Regions from separate parts of the Mus musculus genome. Here region 1 is linked to region 2. The links are chromatin contacts, called in public Hi-C maps. All regions are on one chromosome and are shown on one strand. The core of a region is the stretch at or near the end of the contact, and the rest is flanking DNA. Distances in the headings are between cores, read along the strand shown.

Region 1 (4,753 bases), core at 416-2,915, 69 kb before region 2:
GTACTTAGCTCTGATTTCTCAGCCTTCTGCAGGATGGGTACAGCGACTTTGTCTTTTCCTATTGGATTATATTAGAGAATGGCCTGATAATGTCTTGTATTTAATACTCTGTGTCTCTGCAAGAGAACCTTCCTGGGTTACATATGTTTATGAGTACTTTTTATGGTTTTCTTGCTTCTTTGTCTGATGTTAGAATGACAGCTATCAGTTCTCCTTAGCATTCGTGTTTCTGTTTGGAGAGAACTGACCAGCTGTTTATTTTAATCTCATCAAACATTTTAGGATTCAAACCTGAATTCCAACAGTGTGGTGGGAATTCCTAATAGATGCTCATCTGTGTTCATTGGGACTTTTAACTTGTATACCATGCTGGGCCCTGTTTAGTAGTTGAAATGGAGTCATTCTATGTAATATGGTGTTGACCTAAGTCTGAATTTTCTTGCAAAAGTATTGAGGGCTTTGAGGAAACAAAAGTGCTGATTTCCCCCAATCCAGTCATCAGAAATGGACTTGTGCCAACACAATCTCTCTCTAGCTAGTCCTGGCTCAAGTGGTAGCTTTACTCTTTAGAAAGCAATCGCTGGAATCTAACAGCTTCACATTTATATCTCTTCTCCCCGGCTTCTGTTTGGTTTTCCCTCCTTGGCTTGGTAAAGAACACATAGTTACTGAAAAGCGATGCAGAAAAAAAATTAAACAATGAAAATTAGAACAAAGGAGCATGGAAAAACACATTTGTAAGATATGGAGTTTGAGTTTACACTTAGACTAATTTGGTGGTGTGCAATGGAATTAAACACATTTGTTTAAGTGTAAACCTTAGCCAGAGTTTATAAGTAAACTCAATGAACCAGAATTGTTTTTTAATGAGAAATTTAAAATGCCAGTTTGGATGTGTGGTTCATGTGCATACACACACACACACACACACACACACACACACACACACACACACAAACACACACACACACTGTATTTCTCCTCTTAAACTGAAATGGCATCTATTTATCATCTTTCTTTTTTTTCTTTTTTTTCCCAAACTATCTCCTTGACCTTCTAAATAGTGTACAAGATTGTTAAATTATAATATTAAAGGAAAATGCCTTAACATTGTTATAGCATTTAAGAGCCTACTCACTTTCTTGGAGAGGAAATCTATATTTCAGTACAAGCAGAACAAGAAAGCAAAGGGAGTACACTGACAGCTTTCAGACTCTTTAATGTGCATTGGGGACCAGATTAGGAGTTTCGTGTCTAATGCCATAATTTAGACTTTCATAGATTCTTCCACTTGTGTCTTAGCATGAGGAAACCCAGGGAGTCTAGTCAACTGGTCAAAATCATAAGCAAGTTAGCATCGGAGGTTGTATTGTAAGATGGATGCGTGTGAGTGTGTTTCACAGAAGCCTGGGAAATGGGGAGAAAGGCGCCATCTTTACTGGAACAGATGTCAGACTCCACATAGGTATGGCCTTTGTCACCATAGTATGGCTGCTGACTAAGGCAGTGTAGCCTTCTCTGTCCTTATAAAGCCTCGTGAGGAAAACCCTATTTGTAGAAAGTGGACCACAGAAAGGATCTTAAGGTCACTGTAGTGACTTAAGTGAAGGCCATTTCATAAAAGGAACTAAGATTTGAAACAACAGGAACTTCCTGTCTGGCTGTGTGAAAGACACAAGAGTGAGGTCAGACTGTTCACAAGGTTCCTCCAGAAGTCTGGGAAGGAAGCTGCCTCTTCCAGGATTGTGTTCATACCTGACTATTCGCACCTTGGTTTCTCCAGATACATATCTACATCCAGCTCTCCATGCAATCTCATTTTAGCTCATCTACTCTAAAAACAAACCCTTATCTTGGTTAGGATTTAAACATTTTGAGGGCATATAATATGGTCCCCAAAGTCCAGACTTCTGTAGTGAATTAGCTTATTGATTATTTTTCCATACTGAACCATGTACCATACCAAGAATTGACATGTCAAAGAAGCCAGTTTCTCATCTTTCCAGCAGGGAAGTCAGACATTAAACAATTACAGTAAAATGTGCTGTGTTGTTCATTTTTTCTTATGGTCATGACCAAAAAGGGAGGAAAAGACAAAAAAAAAAAAAGGCTACTTAAGGAGGGAGGTACATAGTTTCAGAGGATTCATTTCATATTCTAGTTTTGTGGCACAGTGCACTTGGGCAGAACAGTATGATGGTAAGAACATGTGGCCAGGCTGAATGGGAAGCACCGAAAACAGGGCACAGGAAGAGACTGGCACAAGATATAACCACCAGATGCATACCACCAGTGACCCACTTCTTCCAGCTAGGCCTGCCCCCTTCCTTCCACCACTTCCCATAATACAGTGTTATTGTGAACTAATCAAGGGAGTAATCTATTCACTAGGTCATAGAACTTCTGATCCAGTCTCTGGAGAGTACCGTCACAAACGTACCCAGAGGTATTTTATTAACTCCTTAAGTGTTTTTAACCCAATCAAGCTGAGAGACAAACATAATTGCCTCGGGCACACACACACACACACACACACACACATACACACACACACACACACACAGGGTTAACTATTATGTGCAAATATGTGTGGCATTTAGCAAGGGACAATGATTCAAATAGGACTTTGTTCCACAAGAAATGATGGTGGAAGACCATGCAAGTGGGGCTCATGGGGGTTAATATATAATTCAAGGTGATTGACACAACTGGTTTATCCTTTCATGGAAGTTTTCTGCTTTTTCTTTCAAAGCATTATTAATTTTGTTTTCTTGAATTATTTTTCCTAAGAAATAAAAATAACCTTTCAATGACCAAGACAAAGTAACTTTGAGATCATCTCTTCTTGTATTCCTTAGGATTCTCATTTTATATGTAATTCTAGAAGTTCTTCTTTAATTAATTCATAGTGTCTGTGAATTGCTTTGGTTTAATCCCAGTATCTCAAAGCAATCCAAGTATGTGGTTTTTATTGACAAGCTTGTTGTTACATTGCTACATTTAGCTCAAGGATACTATTGATGGCTCCATGCTATTACACTAACTGAACACCTTAGAAAAAGTGTGGAAATATATTTTCTCTAGAAATTCTCATCCAGTAATAGCATTGATCTTCTAAGATATATTTCAGTCTTTTTAAATGACTATACTTTTTGTTGTTTTGTGTTGTTTTGTATTTTGGCTGTCAGGAAGCTTAAAAGTAAGTTAATGGCTATCCCATTTCATCTTTAATTTGGGGTTTCTGCTGTTTGGAATCTACCTAATAATGCATTGTTCTCATCCCACTAATACCTAATACTTAGTTTGGCTTTCTACTGCTGTGACAAACACCATGAGCAGAAATCACTTGGGGAGGAAAGGTTTTATTTCATCTCATAGTTTATAGTCCATTATGAAGGAAATCAGGATAGGAACTCAAGTCAGGAACCAAAGGCAGGCACTGGACCAGAGAACATGAAAGAGCATTGATTATTAGCTTGCTCTGTACAGCTTGCTCAGCCTACTTTTTTTTACTGTGCAGAACATCAGGACAGAGCTGGCTCCACTCACTTCCTACCTCAATCATTAACCAAGCAAATTCCCTAAAGACTTGCCAACAGACAATCTGATTCAGGTATTTTCTCAATTGAGGTTCCCTCTTCTCAGATGAGGCTAGCTGTGTCAAGCTGAAAAAATTGTAACCAAGACAACAATTTTACCTTTATTATACAATCTCTTTTACTATAGTAATACTGCATAGTATTTATTGGATTATACTTCCTATCAAAAATATTGTGAGATTATTATATGGATTAGAGTGTGCCACTTTTTATTGTATTGTAAATAGTTACTGCTGTTTATCCATTATTATTTTTTTACCCTCCATACCCTACCCCAATGTTCATTGAGCAAGATGCGTACTTTCTTAGCTCTTGGTCCAGGAGGCTTGCACCATCTTTAGCGTGGTGTTGTCTAGAGATGCCCTCTGCTGTCATGGTGTTCCAGGAGCCCAGACCCAATATGGTGAGCATCTGTAGGTTCTTGACTTAGGGGCTCATTTGATGATGGCTATATGGCCCAGGATAGATGAGAGAGACAAGTAGGAAAGGCTCTTTGGGCAGTGAGTCAGACAATCCCTATATCTGAAGAAGAAACCACTGGATGTTGGAGGAAAATTGTGCACTGAGAAAAGGTTCATCATGGAATATAGGCAAAGCAGGTTGGAGGCTCTTTATTGATAAAGTCTAAAGTCTAGCTGATCTCCAGGCTTCTCCTTTCCTGAGCCAAACTATTTAAACCAGTCAGAATTTGTATTGTTTTGTTGTTACAACTCTCATTTCAATGCCTGAAATATTTTTGGGAACAACATAAAGCCCAAATAAAATAAAAGAAAGTGATAGCAAATTTGTAATAACACAGCATTCGTGATTGGATTCCATCTTCTTGATTTGTATGACCTATGTCTAGTGCCTTATTTCTATCCATTCACAAGGGTCAGCCCAAACATCCCTCTGTAATGAAGGCAATTTGAAGTTGCTGACTTAATTATCCAATCAGTTACTGCCTTCTGTGTACTTCCTTCATTCCCCTCCATTTTCACAATCAGAACAGAGTTGTGTTGATGCTCATATGCCTCTTTAGGGATGGTTTATTCCTTAAGGGCAGACACTCCTAGTATATTTTCTGCTATCTAGTAGCTATCAATTCGACCACATAGCTCATTGCTATTCGTAGGGAGTAACTGAAAATTGAGACACAAGAATGCATTGGCTTC
Region 2 (4,697 bases), core at 1,287-3,786:
GTCCTCTTATCAGCTACTCCTTGCTGCCTTGAGTGAGGCCACTACAACATATTAAAAGATAAAACAACAAAAGCAAACAATCAAATTCCAATGGTAAGTAAAAGAAGTCATTGACAGAAACTATGTATTAAATGGATCTATTAATAGGTATGTGGTCTGGTCTGGTGGTTTAGTCCTATAATTCCAGACACTTGAAAGTATGAAGTGGGAAAATGGCAAGTTCAAAGCCCACTTAACTTAATCTCTGACCAGCATGTCAGCAAGACCACGCAGAGCTTGGGATGTAACACCATGTGTATCTGGACATAGGGTTTTGATGTGAGGGGATGGGATAGCTCTTCAGTTCATTTACGGTGATGGACTTATCTCAGGTGAATAGATTAAAAAACCTCTCAATTGTAACTTTAGCTAAACAAATTGGGTAGCACACAAGTTAGAGTTGCATCATAATGTTATTAAGAAAACAGCTTTGATAGCTGCTGGATATAAACTTGTTTGTATTAATTTAGATGTCTGTTTCAGCTATCATGGGGTTTTTTGGGTTTTGTTTTCTTTCTTTTTTTTTATTGGTTATTTTATTTCTTTACATTTCGAATGTTATCCTTCTTCCCAGTTTCCCCTCCACAAATCTCCTATCCTCTCCCCCCTCCCCTGCCTCTATGAGGGAGCTCCCCCATCTGCCCACCCACTCCTGTCTCAGCACCCTAGCACATCCCTACCCTGGGTCATCGAGCCTCTACAGGACTGAGTGATGCCCGATAAGGCAATCCTCTGCTACATATCCAGCTGGAGCCATGGGTCCCCCCATGTGTACTCTTTGGTTGGTGGTTTAGTCCCTGGGAGCTTTGGGGTGTCTGGTTGGTTGATATTGCTATTCTTCCTATGGGGCTGCAAACCCTTTCGTCAGCTATGATGTCCAAAGGTCCAAAATTCCATCTTTTCTTTAAATCTCATTTCTGCTACTTACAGAATGAAGAGGTATATGCTATTTATGGGGAGACATGGCTTTTATAATTCAAGTAGCCCGATGGCTTTTATAATTCAAGTAGCCCGATTTACCTTATCGAGTCAAACTTATGCCAAGCATTGCCTTGGTAGCTACATACAGGTCTGGATTTAAATCTACTTTTTCCAATGACTTGCTTTGCAACTTTAGGCAAATTATCACGCCTCTCTGAGGCCTCATCGCCAAAGAGGGATACGGAGCGGGAATATTATAATAATAACAACAATGACAATTTCTTCCTTGTGAGGCCGTTGAGAAGATTTAATGTGATAATATCTGCAAGAGCTCAGCAAACTCCTAGCACGTTGTAATTTACCGAAAGCCAATGCTTCATTATTATTGGCATACACTTCCAAAAGTCAAGATTAATAGTTCCACTTCAGCAGAATAGACTAGATGAATTTTAGTCAACAGGAAACAGACCCACGGATTTGTCCTTTCATTTCAAAACTCTGTCAATGGCAAATCCTACATAATTTTTAGTTCTTAAATAATTTAATGGAGCAGCATCTGTGTTAATCCAGAACTTTTTTTTTTTTTTTTTTTTTTTTTTGCTCTGTCCCTTCCCCCTCTCTCTGCTGTCTGGTAAGATGCTTGTGTTATTAAATAATCTGCTTGACTCTGTGTCCAAGAAGCACCAACTGTCATGCAAAATGACACATCACCATCATTCTTAGAGATGCCTATTGATGCAAATAGTGTTAGTATTAGTTGGCTAGGACCTACTTCGTTCAAAACAAAACAAAACAATGTGCTGAGCAAAATGGAGAGGCGGAGATGAATTTGCTATATAAAGATGAGACTTTTATGAATACCAGAGTTTGGTGGGTGAGACATGCTGGCATGCCTAGCTGGTGGTACCTCTGATACTTTGAACTTACTAGGTCTGGGAAAATCATAGTGTCCTGTTCTGTATAACTTTGAATCCTAAACTAGATGCAGGGACTTATTCACTCCCTGAAGAAGGGAACAGAAGTGGTTAAACCAAGCAGAATTGGCTTGTGGGGAGCAAAGTAAGAAAGGCATTCCTAGATAAAAGTTGATAATACATGACACTTTTCATCGTCCATCACCCAAGCCGTGTCCTTTCTTGACCTGTGTTTCTGATTTGGAGACAGGACAGACTTGTGGCCCAGGTAGAGTTGCCTCTGGGTTCAGATGAGATGATGATGATGATAAGGAAGGGAAACTTGGGTTGGGCTATGGAAAGCCTCAAAAACTCTACAGTGGGAATGGCAAAACTAAAACGATACTTAAGAATGTACATGAGAGACAGAGAGACAGAGAGAGACAGAGAGAGAAAGAGATGGGGGCGGGGGGTGCTTTTCTGCCTATATTTTGCATAGTGTTCTTAAGTTGACGTTTTTGTGTGCATTGATCAAGAACTTGTCTTATCGTTTTGCAAAACAAGTAGGAATTTGAGCAACAGAAGAGCATTTGGTTTCAACATCAAGCCCAGTGCTGACTCATTTGTCGCTCACCAGCTGAGCTTTTCATTGTCAGTAACATTAATTATGTCTCTCCCTCAGTCTCACATGACCTCCGTTTTCCCCCTTATAGCATTCTCTCTGCACAGGCTCACATCTGGGTGCCTGCAGACTGGTGACATCAGCTCTGAGCCTTGACTGTATGACAATTAGAACTCCCGGAGTTCAACTCAGACACGCAAGCTCATGTGCTGATCTTTCTCTAGCTTGACATGCCTGAACTGAATTATGGAGCATTCTCTCCTACCAGGGTATAGAAAAGCAGGTTTTCCTGGTCACCAAGCAATTTTGTTCAGTTCAAAGACTTGCGGCAAGTCTTGCAGAAGAGAGTTAGAAGAAGCACACATTTATTAAGGCATTATTTGATGATCTTGGGGTCCCAAGGCTCAAGTTTGAATCTTGAACCTACTAATTATTTATCAGACAATTTTGAACACATGTCTTCCTTGCTCCAGGTGTAATAAAGGTGGTAGTAAATACAGTGCAATGTGGAACATGACTTGGATGAAGTTCAGACCCTGGCATAAGTTTGCCCCCCACTCCCAGCCCCCATTCCTAAAGAGACATGACATCAGTGATGTGCAGTCAATTCCTTTAGGGTTGAGGAAGCTAGCACGTAGAGGAAGAATGGAAGCTTTCTGTCTCTGCTTTCCCCTCTTTGTGTGTGTGTTTCTCTGTCTCACACTGTCTCTCTATGTCTCTGTCTTTTTCTCACTGCACCTTCCTCCTCTCTCTTGGAAATAACTAAAGTCAAAGGACTACATGTATGATTTTATTCACAGAAAAAAAGTTGATCAGATTAGTGGCTAGGCTATAACATATGACTGAAGTGGAAACTTAAGGGTTCTTTGGAAAGTCAGTTGTGTGGGATGGAATTTTGTTGGGGTGAACATGTGAAGGAGTGTCATCCTGAAGCAGACACAGGTGAAAGGATGTTTTGCTAAAGCAAGCACGTGAAAAGACATATGATGAAGGATTCATTGCTAACAACATGATGTATTGGTTCACCTTACAATGCGTAGCTGAGCTGATTGTTGTGACTCCATAGTGAGAGAAACACACCAAGAAAAAAACCCTTCTGGTGGTGCTCTGGTGGCTTCTTGCTGCTTCCTTGGGCCTATTGGCAGAGTGATGTCAGATGGTTCAGACTCATGTGGAGTTTTACTAAGACAGACTCATGTGCTGAGGCAAGACACATGGAGGGCACATGATGTTTGGAGGGAGGGTAAGTAGGACTCAATGGAATGTGAGAGGGGCTTGCTTGAATATCTTTGCTTCCTTGAGGGAGGCATGCAAAGAATTTCTCTTGGTGTCTTTTGTGGTGGTCATGCTTCTTTCTGCTGACTCATACCTATTCCGCTGAGGCATGGCTGTCTCTGCTAGGTAGTGCCACTGCTGCTGATTTGTGGTTGCTATCCCAACACTACCGAACTGGACTGCTGGTATATTCGTGAAGTATTTATATGTGGATCAAGCTGCTGCTGCTGAATCTTTTTAACTGAACTGCTGATTTCCTAACAAAGCAGATGGGATTTGCTCCAAAAAATGATTTCTAATCAAGTTCATTTCCCCTATATCCTAATAACCTTTCTTTTCCACTACCTCTGGGTGGGTGGTGAGCTAGAAGGGAGGTTAAAGCATTTAAAAACAATTATTAAAAGTAGGGTTGGACCAACAAATGAGCTAATAAAGAGAGCATGGACATGCTGCCAAAAAAAAAGTAGGGTTGAGAAAAAAATTTAAGCCTACATACAACTCCCAAGTGTACAGGCATATGTTTTAGTTCGACAACCATGCTTGTCATATAGCCTATTCATCACTCTGCAGATACTGGGCAACCAAGGACCAATGAAAGTCACATTCAGGGCCAGCATCCTAGTGTTCAACCTAAGCAGTTGCAGAAGATCCCTGTGCTACCCCCAGGATACTGCCTTTGAGATTTTTAGAAATAATTTAACAAGGGCTCTCTCAATTTTGCTTTTCTCCTAAGTCCCCTAAATGATGTCATCTGTCCTAGTCATGTCTTTAGACAATTCTTGATGCTCCTTCTCACCGTTATTTGGTATAGTTAAATACACATGGAATAAGGACATATATGTCACTGTGGTATACTAGCTAGTGCAGAGTGTCACAGTGCATGCCTAGAGATTGCTATAATTGTCCCCGTTGGGCAGATGTGTAATTTTCACAAGGTCACATGATTA

What was found. Hi-C and Micro-C count contacts between places; a contact is called where the count stands out from the background.
Region 1: a contact with region 2 is called in a Hi-C map of bone marrow-derived macrophages, with 1.8 times the contacts expected there. The contact joins two enhancer-like sites. A contact is called at or near these places in 4 of 484 Hi-C or Micro-C datasets (the HPC-5 cell line, bone marrow-derived macrophages, nephron progenitors and 1 more), 1 of 115 datasets of contacts at active chromatin or transcription factors (microglia) and 1 of 9 other capture datasets (bone marrow-derived macrophages).

What each region holds. Positions count from the first base shown.
Region 1 is chr5:43,182,548-43,187,300 of GRCm38.p6, reverse strand. The region is part of intron 5 of Gm7854 (predicted gene 7854); the gene reads left to right. Among named protein-coding and RNA genes, the nearest start is that of Gm46911, 26 kb to the left of the region's middle. Within about 2 kb of position 1,665, at least 24 of the 459 cell types and tissues checked have an H3K27ac peak or open chromatin away from gene starts, as enhancers often do. A contact at or near this core is called in bone marrow-derived macrophages, where this site is marked.
Region 2 is chr5:43,114,835-43,119,531 of GRCm38.p6, reverse strand. No RefSeq gene overlaps it. Among named protein-coding and RNA genes, the nearest start is that of Gm43700, 79 kb to the right of the region's middle. Within about 2 kb of position 2,536, at least 31 of the 459 cell types and tissues checked have an H3K27ac peak or open chromatin away from gene starts, as enhancers often do. A contact at or near this core is called in bone marrow-derived macrophages, where this site is marked.